4 separate regions of the Mus musculus genome follow, and regions 2, 3 and 4 are each linked to region 1. A link is a contact called in public Hi-C and HiChIP or PLAC-seq data. All regions are on one chromosome and are shown on one strand. Each heading gives the region's core, a stretch centred on a gene start, on an enhancer-like site or on the middle of the called end of the contact. The rest is flanking DNA. Distances are from core to core; before and after follow the strand shown. Region 1 holds the start of Plxdc2 (plexin domain containing 2). Region 2 overlaps Plxdc2 (plexin domain containing 2). Region 3 overlaps Malrd1 (MAM and LDL receptor class A domain containing 1). Region 4 overlaps Malrd1 (MAM and LDL receptor class A domain containing 1).

Evidence for each region. A called contact is a pair of places that touch in the nucleus more often than the background predicts. HiChIP or PLAC-seq counts read pairs in DNA pulled down with a chosen protein or histone mark.
Region 2: an H3K4me3 HiChIP or PLAC-seq map of neural progenitor cells shows a contact between it and region 1, with 27 read pairs. The contact joins the enhancer-like site here to the promoter of Plxdc2 in region 1. A contact is called at or near these places in 11 of 484 Hi-C or Micro-C datasets (adipose-derived mesenchymal stem cells, bone marrow-derived DN2 thymocytes, cerebral cortex and 6 more), 4 of 115 datasets of contacts at active chromatin or transcription factors (embryonic limb bud, fibro-adipogenic progenitors, kidney and 1 more) and 1 of 9 other capture datasets (adipose tissue).
Region 3: a Hi-C map of epidermal suprabasal cells shows a contact between it and region 1, with 4 times the contacts expected there. The contact joins the enhancer-like site here to the promoter of Plxdc2 in region 1. A contact is called at or near these places in 1 of 39 promoter capture datasets (the C10 cell line), 6 of 484 Hi-C or Micro-C datasets (bone marrow-derived macrophages, cerebral cortex, epidermal suprabasal cells and 3 more), 4 of 115 datasets of contacts at active chromatin or transcription factors (bone marrow-derived dendritic cells, bone marrow-derived macrophages, epiblast stem cells and 1 more) and 1 of 9 other capture datasets (adipose tissue).
Region 4: a Hi-C map of epidermal suprabasal cells shows a contact between it and region 1, with 5 times the contacts expected there. The contact joins the enhancer-like site here to the promoter of Plxdc2 in region 1. A contact is called at or near these places in 2 of 484 Hi-C or Micro-C datasets (epidermal suprabasal cells and macrophages).

What each region holds. Positions count from the first base shown.
Region 1 is chr2:16,354,922-16,357,650 of GRCm38.p6, reverse strand. It overlaps Plxdc2 (plexin domain containing 2), which reads right to left and starts at 1,347. Exons shown (of 14, transcript NM_026162.6): 1 at 414-1,347. The coding sequence starts at 525.
Region 2 is chr2:16,606,638-16,609,366 of GRCm38.p6, reverse strand. The region is part of intron 4 of Plxdc2 (plexin domain containing 2); the gene reads right to left. Among named protein-coding and RNA genes, the nearest start is that of Plxdc2, 250 kb to the right of the region's middle. Within about 2 kb of position 1,321, at least 32 of the 459 cell types and tissues checked have an H3K27ac peak or open chromatin away from gene starts, as enhancers often do. A contact at or near this core is called in kidney, muscle stem cells, neural progenitor cells and 1 more, where this site is marked.
Region 3 is chr2:16,168,115-16,170,843 of GRCm38.p6, reverse strand. All of the region lies in intron 35 of Malrd1 (MAM and LDL receptor class A domain containing 1), which reads right to left. Among named protein-coding and RNA genes, the nearest start is that of Gm37416, 140 kb to the right of the region's middle. Within about 2 kb of position 1,378, at least 20 of the 459 cell types and tissues checked have an H3K27ac peak or open chromatin away from gene starts, as enhancers often do. A contact at or near this core is called in bone marrow-derived dendritic cells, bone marrow-derived macrophages and epidermal suprabasal cells, where this site is marked.
Region 4 is chr2:16,208,772-16,211,500 of GRCm38.p6, reverse strand. All of the region lies in intron 35 of Malrd1 (MAM and LDL receptor class A domain containing 1), which reads right to left. Among named protein-coding and RNA genes, the nearest start is that of Plxdc2, 150 kb to the left of the region's middle. Within about 2 kb of position 1,325, at least 5 of the 459 cell types and tissues checked have an H3K27ac peak or open chromatin away from gene starts, as enhancers often do. A contact at or near this core is called in epidermal suprabasal cells, where this site is marked.

The DNA of each region.
Region 1 (2,729 bases), core at 98-2,597:
AGATTGTTCATCCATCCATCCCTTCCGCGGCGCACAGGGAAGAGCCTCTGAGCTCCAAGGGATGAGAATCCAGAGGGGAAACAACCTGATGTAACCAAGATTCAGAGAGGTATCCGCAGCAGCAGGCTCTCTCACACCCCGACCTCTTTGGGCTACTTGGGGTTAGGCAGGACCACCCCCTGGCGCCCAGGTGGAGTAAGCATCATAGCTTCAGGGAAGTCCTGGTTTCCCACACCTTTTGATCAAGCAAACCTCTTTCCCCATTCGAGAAACTCAAGTTTCCCAGAAAAACAACTAGGATAAGTTTCCCAAGGGCAGATACTTTGGGTGGGTGTGAGATGAGGATGGAGGTTCGAAGACACCGGAAGGATCTTCAGCCACACACAAAAACAATTGAGAAAAGTACTTCTTACCATTGGTATGGTGTCCAGGCTCCCCGTGGGCGAACTGGAACCGGTCTGTTAAAAAGTGACAAAGTAACATAACTCCTGCTGCGGCCAGGTCGGCCCTCCGGAACCTTGCCATGCCGCTGCCGCGACCTCTCTCCCCTGCCCAACGAATTTTTTCTTGAGACCCTGGGCTCCGGGGTTATCCCTGGGGATGGGGCGACACGGCCGAGCTCTGCTGGTGAGTCTTGGGTGGGATCCGGAGGCCTCTGACAGTTTCGCTAGGATTTCACTCCGGGTAACAGAAGTGAAGGAGAGACAGCTGAACCCTCTCCGAACTTCGGGAGCTCTCACTGCAACTTGTCACCCTCGCAGCCCCCAACTGAGACACAATCAACCAAGTGAGGGGAGGAAAGGTCACTTGCAGTAGGGTCGGCAAACTCCCGGGTCCTCTCAGGCAGCGCCACCCGGGCGCCCACAGACGGTGACTTCCGAGCGCCCGCGACGCGCTCCACTGGGTTCAAAACAGATCTAATTCCACTGGCTGCGCCGGTGCTGTTCCAGATTCAAGAGGGCGCTGAGCACCGGAGGAACTTTCCCAGACTTAGGTCTGGCCCCGGCGGGTGGTTGGTGTTCCCGAGAGAAGGAGGTTAGTGGAGGCTGGAGAAACCCCTCTGACAAGTTTTTCTTCTTTGCTTCGCCCAAGGCTGAGCGCGCGTCCTCGCCCGCAGCCGGAGGGATGGGCAGCTCCGGAGAGTAGAGCCGGGAATGCACCAGCTGCTGTGAGCAGAAGAGAGGTGGGGGTGTTTTTTAAAGAAAAAGAAAAACGGGAAAGTGAGGTTGCAGCCTGGTAAGAGAGCCCCTCCGGGCTAGGCAGGAGGTGGCTCCGAACGCCGCGGAGCCCCAGGAGTTTGGTGGCGGAGGCGCCGCCGCGCTCCCCCGCGCTCCAGCTCTACACTTTGGGGAGGGAAGGCGGCTTGCCATTTGCTAGATCTACCGCTGAACCCTCCTCTCTTCCCTCCGCCCTCCTCCCTCCCCTTCTCTCCTCCAGGCTTCTCCCACCTTCCTCCCAAAACCCGCAGCCAGCACCAACCTGTCCATTGGCTGAGCTTTTCTCGGGGGAGAGGGGGCGCCAGAAAAGTCTCCCACAGATGAAGCCCGAGAAGACTGGCTGGGGAAAGCCAGAGGACCATTGCGGCCCCAAACACCCGAGGACTGGTGCGAGTGGGGCGGTGGCAGATTCTAGTCTCCCGGACGCCATCCGCCCACCCGGTTCATGACCTTTGCAGAGGAACCGATGCCGCCTGCACCCTCCAGGCTTCCGTGGCTTTTGGGTGTCAGCCTGCGGGTAGAGAGGGATGAGGCCCCCCAGGGAGCGCCCACTATCTTCTGATTTCCGCCTGGGCACTAAAGGGTTAATAGTATTTCATCCCTCACTGAGGGCTGGTCTGGCAACCGTTGGGTGGCGGGGGAGCAAACCTGAGTCGCTAGGGTTACTGACATCCCCCAACTCCCAGCCCCCATCCCATCAAAAGCCCCTCCTACCCCAGACCCGCACAGAGGGAGGTGGAGGTGGCTCTGGGCTGCAGGGTCCTGAGGCCGCCACCGCGGTTTGGTAAAGTGTCAGAAGGAGGGAAAGGGAGAGTTTAAAGAAACAGGAAGCCCATTGAATTTCCTATAGGGGGTTTAAAGGGTTTTTGCTTGCTAGTTTGTTTTTGTTTTTTCAGCTTGAGGGTCTGCTTCAGCATTAACCCTTTCCAGGCCCCTTATCCGCTTACATTTAATTTAATTTAATTTGCATACACTTAGCCATCTTTTAATGGGGCTAAATAGAAAGCAAAGAGACAATGCATCCTTGGTGAAAAATACATGTTCTGGAGCACTGCCTGGGCTAGTACTTCAATTTTTTTTCCACAAGGAGCAATTTATTTAAGCTTTAAGCCTCAGGTCTCCAGGCATCAAATCAGGAAGATTTTATACTGAAGTTCATAGAAGGTCCTAGAAAGGAGGATTAGCCAAGTGAACTTAATTTTTTAAATCATCTGCTAGCCTGAAGAGAAATGCTCTTTCTTGAAGACAAAGGGAGAGCTAATTTAAACACATTCGAAAGTGTTCTGGGTTCAGCCGATGCTGTAGCTTGTTACTGTCTTGGCCTTGCCATGCTTTGAAGAATGCATGCATGTATGCTTTGAATCCATCTCAACATCTAGCAAAACCCACTGGAAGTGGGCCAAGATTACTGCAAAATTCGATACAGAAATTTTTGCCTTTCCACTGAAAACATTAACAAGCCTGTTTTCTCTAAAATAAGACTCGTTTCTCTATTTTGGGATATTTGTGAAG
Region 2 (2,729 bases), core at 72-2,571, 250 kb before region 1:
AAAACCAAGAAATAAGATATGGTTATGCTATACATCTTAAGGAATCTCAACATCCATGGCTCATGTAAGTGGGATAAGTATTTATTTTAAATTCTTTCATAAAATTTGTCCTGTGGAGGATCCAACTCAGCCCTCATGCATGACAGACATTCTAATAGTAAGCTACATTCCAGCCCTAAATGACTAGTTTTAAATAAATGAAGTCATGGATTTGTTATTTAAGTTACATGAAGAATTTATCACCAGTATTGAAAGAAATATGCTTTTGTGAAAGCTAGTTAATATGAAGATTTTAAGGTTCTTCAGAGGGACCTTCTTCTGTATTAATGGTTTAATTTTCAAAGTCCACTCACATCAAAATGGAAATCCTTCCAGAGCCTTAGATGTTTCTCCCACTGCTATGTCAGCTATCGAGTTCTCTGTATGGCACTTAATGCTTTTCCATAAATCTTTTCTAACTTTTCTCATGCAGCAATGCTAAGGAAAAGTGGGAAACATTGTTTCAGTTTAATTTGCTACAATTCTGATGACATGGTTATTCTGATGAGGGACTGAGCTTGGAGCAGAGGAATGTAGCTGGAAGCTGGAGGAAAAGAGATAGCCTAAGTGTGAAAGGACCGGGGAACAAATATTGCAGATGGAAAGGGAGGGAGGGAGAAATGGAGGAAAGAAAAGGAGACAAAAAGCAAAACGGTATAATGTTGATTGAAGGGAAAAGACAAACAAACAGAAAATATCTAACTGTGAATCCTGCAGAGCTCAGGACAAAATGAAAAGAACCACAGAACAGGAAGAAAGGTTTAGGATAGAGAAGATGAGGTGCTGAGTCTGCAAATTCTCCAGGTCAGTTACCCCAGGGGTCTGTAGGAGCTCAGTAAGAGGCTGGGAGCACTGTGTCTGGGTGCAAAACCAGGAAAGTTGCCAGAAAGCTGAGGGCAGCTCTGGGGATGCATGAGTGAGAACTCAGGAAGAAAAATCTGCAGACTTCACAGAAAGAAAGAATAGTCTGGGAAAGAGGAGCCGCAGGGAGGAAAGCTGAGCTTCAAACTGGAAGAACCTGCAGCATGGGCAAAGCCACAGAGCAAACACACGAGTAAAAGGACATTTCTGATCAGGACATTCACTAACACTGCTTGTGGGAAAAAAAAATCTCACAGTAAATTATGGTGAAAGTTCTAAAAAGAATGCCTGCCATTCTCTGCCTCCTTTGACCAGGGTGAATTAATCTATTTCTATCTGTCCCCAGATAGGCAAAGACTGGGAGTCTACTGGCCATGACATTCCTTTGGCATTCTTCAAGCTCTAAGTTCAGCCTCTGTTTCCTGCAGAAGCTTCTCCTGAATAACTGTGACTGTCAAAATCTGCACCTGGTCTCTAGTTTAGTATTCTTGTGTGAGTGTTCCTCATCGCTGCCAGGCAGATGTCTTACATTCTTTCCAACCTTCACATCAACTTTCAGCTTCCTTCTGGCACTCAGGATATTATTATACTCACACATATGATCCTGTCTGTTTTCTTTTTTTCTCTTGCTAGACATATTCATTCCAAGAGGAGAAAAAATTGACTCTGTCTGGATTGCATAAACGATTCAAAGAGAGCTACATTTTATTTCATCTAGCAATGATCTGTACTTAAGTGTGCTGAGTTGGGTGTTGGATACAACAATACAAAGGCAGAGAGGGTTATTCTGTCCTCTAAATGGGCAAGCACTTAGTTTAGAAACAGTATTGACAAGTGAAGATCCTTTCTTACTTGGGGGATTTAATACCTTAACAATCATGTTCTAATCTTATTGGTGCTTGGTGTGTGTGTGTGTGTGTGTGTGTGTGTGTGTGTGTGTGTATGTGTGTGAGAGAGAGAGAGAGAGAGAGAGAGAGAGAGAGAGAGAGAGAGAGAGAGAGAGAGAGGAGAGATCATAAAGACAACTTCTAAGTGGACAGTTATTTACTGTAATCATCACAAACACACACACACATACTCACAGAAGGATAGTTTCCCAAACAAAATAATCCAGTGTCTTGGAGCTAAGATATGTAGATATGAGGCTAGGATGTCCCAGATAAGAAAGACTGCTCTAGTCTGTTTTTTGTTTCAAGGTATCCCAGGAAGTGTCATTTAATGTATCAGCCTGTGAGGGAAGTTGTTTTTCACTCCTGCAACTGTGGGGGAAGGAGAGACCAGTGAATATACCCATTTTCCTCACAATGTGTCATAGAGGCAAGTCTCATGCTGAAAGACTACAATTTAGGACAAAGCAATTTAGATGCTCTCTGACAGGTGCTTATTCCTGCCTTTGTATCTTTGTCAAGTCATTTTACTCCCACACATTGCTATAAATCCAAACACTTTCCCTTCATCAATCTCAACATTAAAACGCTTAACATATATATGGTATATTCCACAGAGTATGTAGTATGTATTATATAGACATTTTATATAAATAATGTGTCTTATATAATACAAAGCAATATATTTATGGGGTGTTATAGCACATAGTGAAAAACCTGTGGAATAAACATGAACTTTAACCTATTTTATGAAGAATATCATCTAAAGCAGCAAATCAAGAGTTAAGGGTTGCTTGGGAGTTAGCAGAAAACTGAATAGCAACATAGAGGAGCATGCTGGTCAGAGGAGAGCAATTTGAAACTCTTTGTAGATGATAGGGAATAGAGTTTCTTCGAAACGCTGAATGTTCACTGAGGCCAAAGCAATGCAAGGTACAAAGG
Region 3 (2,729 bases), core at 129-2,628, 190 kb after region 1:
TATTTTCTTCTATGACATCATTAGGAAAACATAGCTTCTAAGATGAAATAAGATGAAATTGAGATGTTAACAATATGGGGGGAATGTGTAAACAAAATGAATTTCTTTTTTTTCAAATATAGATCTCTGCACTTTATTATTCTAAAAATTCCTTTGTCTTTACACTTTCGTGTAGAAAACAAAATATGTAATGTCCATACTTCCTTTCTTTTTCTGTGTAATATTACAGATATAGTTATTTCTAGAAAAAAGAGGAAGCAGGATAAGTTCAAAAAAACACAGTGAAACTAACACGTTAGACACAATGTAAAAATGACCCAGACATATACCAACTAGGTTTATATACAGTGTAACAATGGCCCAGACATGTACCAACTAGGTTTATATACAGTGTAACAATGGCCCAGACATATACCAACTAGGTTTATATACAGTGTAACAATGGCCCGGAGATATAGGAATTAGAATTAGATACTATTTACATCTCATTTTCTAAAATAGTGCACTGTTTGGATATTCCATCAAATGTCTGATTCAGAATGTGGCCAGGATGAAAGGTATCCTTCCAACAGGCAGAATGTTGTAGTGGGATCTTGATGCTTATGCTTTTTTTTTTTTTTTTTTTTTAGAAAAAACTCAAACATTTAGAAGGAGTGTAAGGAGAATGGGCTTTAGTACCTGTTATGTGATTCCTATGTGGGAAATACTGGAAACAGAATCCAATTGAGAAACACCCTAGAGGGCTTTTTAGACATGCAGAATAACTGAGAGCAAATGGAGGGAAGACAGATGAAAGCTAATTGTCTCAGTTTAACCTACACTGCTTTGAGGTGGGTGTAATCTCTGTGAATACTATCAGTGCTCTGAAAAACTGTATATGTTCAAATCCATATCATATATACGTACATGAGTACCTATACATATATCCATAGCTATACATATGCATGTTCATCTCACAATCTCCAGAGACAAATGCAGATACCAGGTTCTATTATGTGCATATAGTTTTATCTTCCCTGAGGTTGTGACAGTTATCACTTGTGAAATAAAGTCACAATATCAAGACCGATTTTTCTTCACTGTGTAACATTTTAATGTAGAAAAATATACTGCTTATTCTTTACTTTCTTATGTGCTTGCATATATGAACTTCTTACACTTCTGCTTCTGTCTGTTTTTCTATCCCCACTCCTCCTAAATGAAGCTTTTAGAAAGCTGAACATTCATGATGCTTCAAATTAAATGAATAAGACCAAAAGAAAGAAAGAAAACAATAACAGATGAATCTTGCTATTTCTCTGGTCACCCACAGGGCAAGAAGGAAGCAGTCAGGTTGTTTGCTGACATGCCTCTAATGGTTTGAGTCTGAGCTTCCTACACCAGAACTCCTGACAAATAGTTTCCACAAACAATCTGTGGGTGGTAACCTCTTTGGAATCCAAGAGCAAAGGCTAAAAAATACACCATGATAATTAAAAACAAAGCCATGCTTTAGTGAACGACTGTTTGGTAGATCCTGGGAGTGGCTGGAAACATACTTGCTGGAGAGTTTAATAGGATAGTAGGTCTCTCTTAAAATCAACACCATCCACACAGACCAGCTCCTGCTTCTACCACCACCATTTTTCCTGTAGTAAAAAAGGTTTATGCTACTTTGACATTTAATTCTTGCCCATCAACTCCATGAACTAATTATTAACATCTAAAATTTCATTTTAGAAATTAATCTTCTGCTACTCTTTTAAACAGCATTTCATTGGCATTGCACTGCTAGCCATCTGCCCAAAATGTTCCTGCCCATTTTTATCTCTACTCTACATTTGCCCTCATGCACATTTATTTTGTCCTGTGCCTTTAATTGACAATATAATTTCATAACCTGTGGAGGGAAACCAATAACAAAAAATTAATCAGCCTTTAACATGTGACTCTACAGCCTCTGTTTAAACTTGTACCTTATGAAACTTTGGCATTCCCTTTGTTAACTAATTAGGATTTAAGCTTTGGCCTCTCTCCTGAATTCTTGTGTCAGTCATGGGATTCCTAGACTTCTTCTCCAGAAAGTGACCTCAAACTTGGTTGGAGCACTGCAGCTCCTCCCAGAACTGCATGCCAACGCTCTGAATCAGCCACAGGTGGCTCCGCTTGCACTTTTACTTATTTTAGAAAGAGAAGAGAGCTTTAGCCAGTCTAACCTAGAAGTTTGGTAATGGGATTGAGATTGTAACAGGCCATCAAGATCCCCAGATTGAGTGTGTCTCTGGATTAGGTAAACATGTATCCAGGATTGTCACTGATACAGGGCAAACCTTTTTTTTTTTGACTTGGTCATTTTACCGGGTAATCAGTGACATCTATGTTCAGTAATGCTTCCTTTTGACTTCTGTATTTACGTTCATTAAGAAGCCCTAGGATAGACCAGTTTTGTTTCTTATCCATAGCAGATGTCAAGTCTAGTATCTAGTAGCCTAACAAAAAATGTATGGTATCTTCTATTTCTTTTTGTGTTTCTGAAATGCTTGATATAAAATAAGATTAATTTATAAAAATAAATAGGCAAAGCATCAATATGGGACTTTGGTTCACAATTTTGCACAGTGAATATATGTTTTCCACCAGTGTATAAATATATATTTCACATTAAACGATGAAGTAGAAAAGAATATCAGGTTTTGATCATCATTTGATAGAACATATGGTTAGCAATTTAGTTCATTCAAGGCAAATTT
Region 4 (2,729 bases), core at 76-2,575, 150 kb after region 1:
TATATTCCTCAGTAAAGTATGCTGAAAAATGTTCCACTTCGGATTCTCAGACTCTCCTGTGCTGACCACAAATGCTTTCTTCCCTTGGTCTTTCTCATGTTAAAATGTGGAGCGTGTTGGATATAGCTATAATTGGCATTATAATTTTTATGTGTTAGAAAATAATGACTAGGAGAAATCTGATCTGGATTGTCTTAAGTCCATTTTTCTGTTCAAACCATAGCTGGAACATCTGAAATGTAGTGCAAGTATGCACCTGGGAAGATGGAGACACAAAGGAAGTCTAGAACACCAGGTAAAAATAGACTGCTCTCTATCTCCACAGTTTTGTGAAGTCTAGACACTTCAGGCTCATTTATGAAAAGTTGTAATGAGAGCTTACAGAATTTATGGGAGAATTATACACAAAAAAGACACCCAAGAGTACACTGTCTCATGTTGCTCCAAGCACTTGCAGATATAGTATTTTGCTTTTTCATATTTATCCTGGTCATGATTATTTTCCACTGAACGTTGTTCTGTATCCTAACAGCCTGGTCTAACTAAATCCAGAAAGTGTTGACTCCAATCCCTCCAGCGGCATTTAGCAACCATGTAAGAACAACTAAGGTCATTGGCACATCTGATTTCAAGGTCTAACAAAAGTGTCCCTAAACAGTATAACCTTTAAAATTCTGGAAGCAAGTACACAGGCAAGGAAAATAATTAGCTTTTGAATGTATTTCTACCCACTGCAATTTACCCTGCAGAGAACATGGAGACACTTGGAGGTTTTTGCTCAAACTGAGTGTTTTCTGGTTGATGGGCTGGAACTGTATCAAGAAATGGATGTAGGAAGTACATTAACATCATGGATGAATTTACTGTAATAGGAAAAGAGAAAGTGGGAGGGACTATTGCATAATCTCTGAGCCACAGAATGCAGGAACTCCACAGTGAATTCCAGTGATTAATTTGTTTGGACTAATTTCCCCCATAACTAATTAGCTTCAGCATGTTTCCTAAAATTCCTAAGTATTAGGCAGAGCCCACCTGAAATAAAAAGATAAATATCCTCCATTCATGCATAAGGGTCTGTTTTTTTTATACAAAGAGGAGAAAGAAAATATAATTAGATTCTTTTAGCTACAACCAACCCACTAATCTTTCCTAAATTGCAGCAGGTCTTCTGCTATTAGCAGGTTCTGATCAAGGTGTCAGTGGAATAACTCATTTCTGGGTGTACTTGGCAACACCCATTCATTACTTTCCCACACCTGGAACACAAGCTCATCTTGTCCTTCTTGTCATTTGTGTACACGCCCCAGCTCATTTGTCACACTGCCAGGGCAAACAAGGAGCAGCCACACACTTACTGAGCTTGTGTTTACGCACTAATGTAATAGGAAGAAGGTATGCCTTGGCTGTTTAAATGAACTGAATTGTGATCTCAAGCAATAGAATCAAGGTTAACTTATTTGTAATTGTTCTAATAGATTTGAAGAAAACAGAAAGGAGTTCAGAGGCAGGGTTACTTCCTAAAGATATTGTTATATGAATACTTAAATTTAAAGACAATGCATACAGCATTGAGATATCGTCCAAACTCTGCCATGCCTTCTGAAAAATTGAGAATATGTGTATTTGTGTGATTTCCAATAAGTATGATTAAAAATGAATCTTTGACTTATTTAAAATGTCAAGCTCACCATGAAAAAAATAAAATGAGCTCTATGCTTTAAAATACTGGTGATCTTTTGGTTGGTGGTTTAGTCCCTGGGAGCTCTGGGGGGTCTGTTTGGTTGATATTGTTGTTCTTCCTATGGGGTTGCAAACCCCTTCAGTGCCTTCAGTCCTACCTCTAACTCCTCCACTGGGGAGCTCATGGAGTTCAATGGATGCCTATGAGCATCTGCCTCTGTATTTGTCAGGCTCTGGAAGAGCCTCTCAGGAGACAGCCATATCAGGCTCATAACAGCGAGCTCTTTTTGGCATTCACAATAGTATCGGGATTTGATGACTGTATATGGGCTGGATCCCCAGGTGGTTACCCATGGCTCCAGCTGCATATGTAGCAGAGAATGGCCTTGTTGGGCATCAATGTGAGGAGAGGCCCTTGTTCCTATGAATGATCAATGCCCCATTGTAGGGAAATGACAGGGCAGGGAGGTAGGAGTGGGTGGGTGGTGTTGGAACACCCTCATAGAAGCAGGGATAGGATAGGAGGTTTCTGGGTGGAAGACAGGGAAATGGGATAATATTTGAAATGTAAGTACAGAAAATATCCAATGAAAAATATTGGTGATGAGAAGACTGTGAATTCCCGGGGCTAATGAGAAGCTCTGTGTCGTAACCAAGGATCTTGTGCAACATGCAACAATACCTGTGGTTGATCTGTGGCATACACATTCACGCCTCCATATTTGAGTACATGCACACATGCACTTACACACTCTGTAGACACATGGACATACACACATCTGCTCCCCCACAGTCATACATAACACACTTCTGAGAAAAATGACAAATGACTCTATTTGTCCCTTCAATTTAATTGCAGTCATAGTGTGTCATTAACTTTCACCTCACAATCTGTTAATGTCCTTCAGCCCCATTGCATTCCTGCCCTTGGGCCTGACTAAAAGCCCCTGCCACTTTGGTATGGAAACAGATCTCAACTGAGTTTCTGTTCTCCAGATATATGTCACATTATATAATTTCTTTGAGTCAAAATCTTCACATTTTCAGTG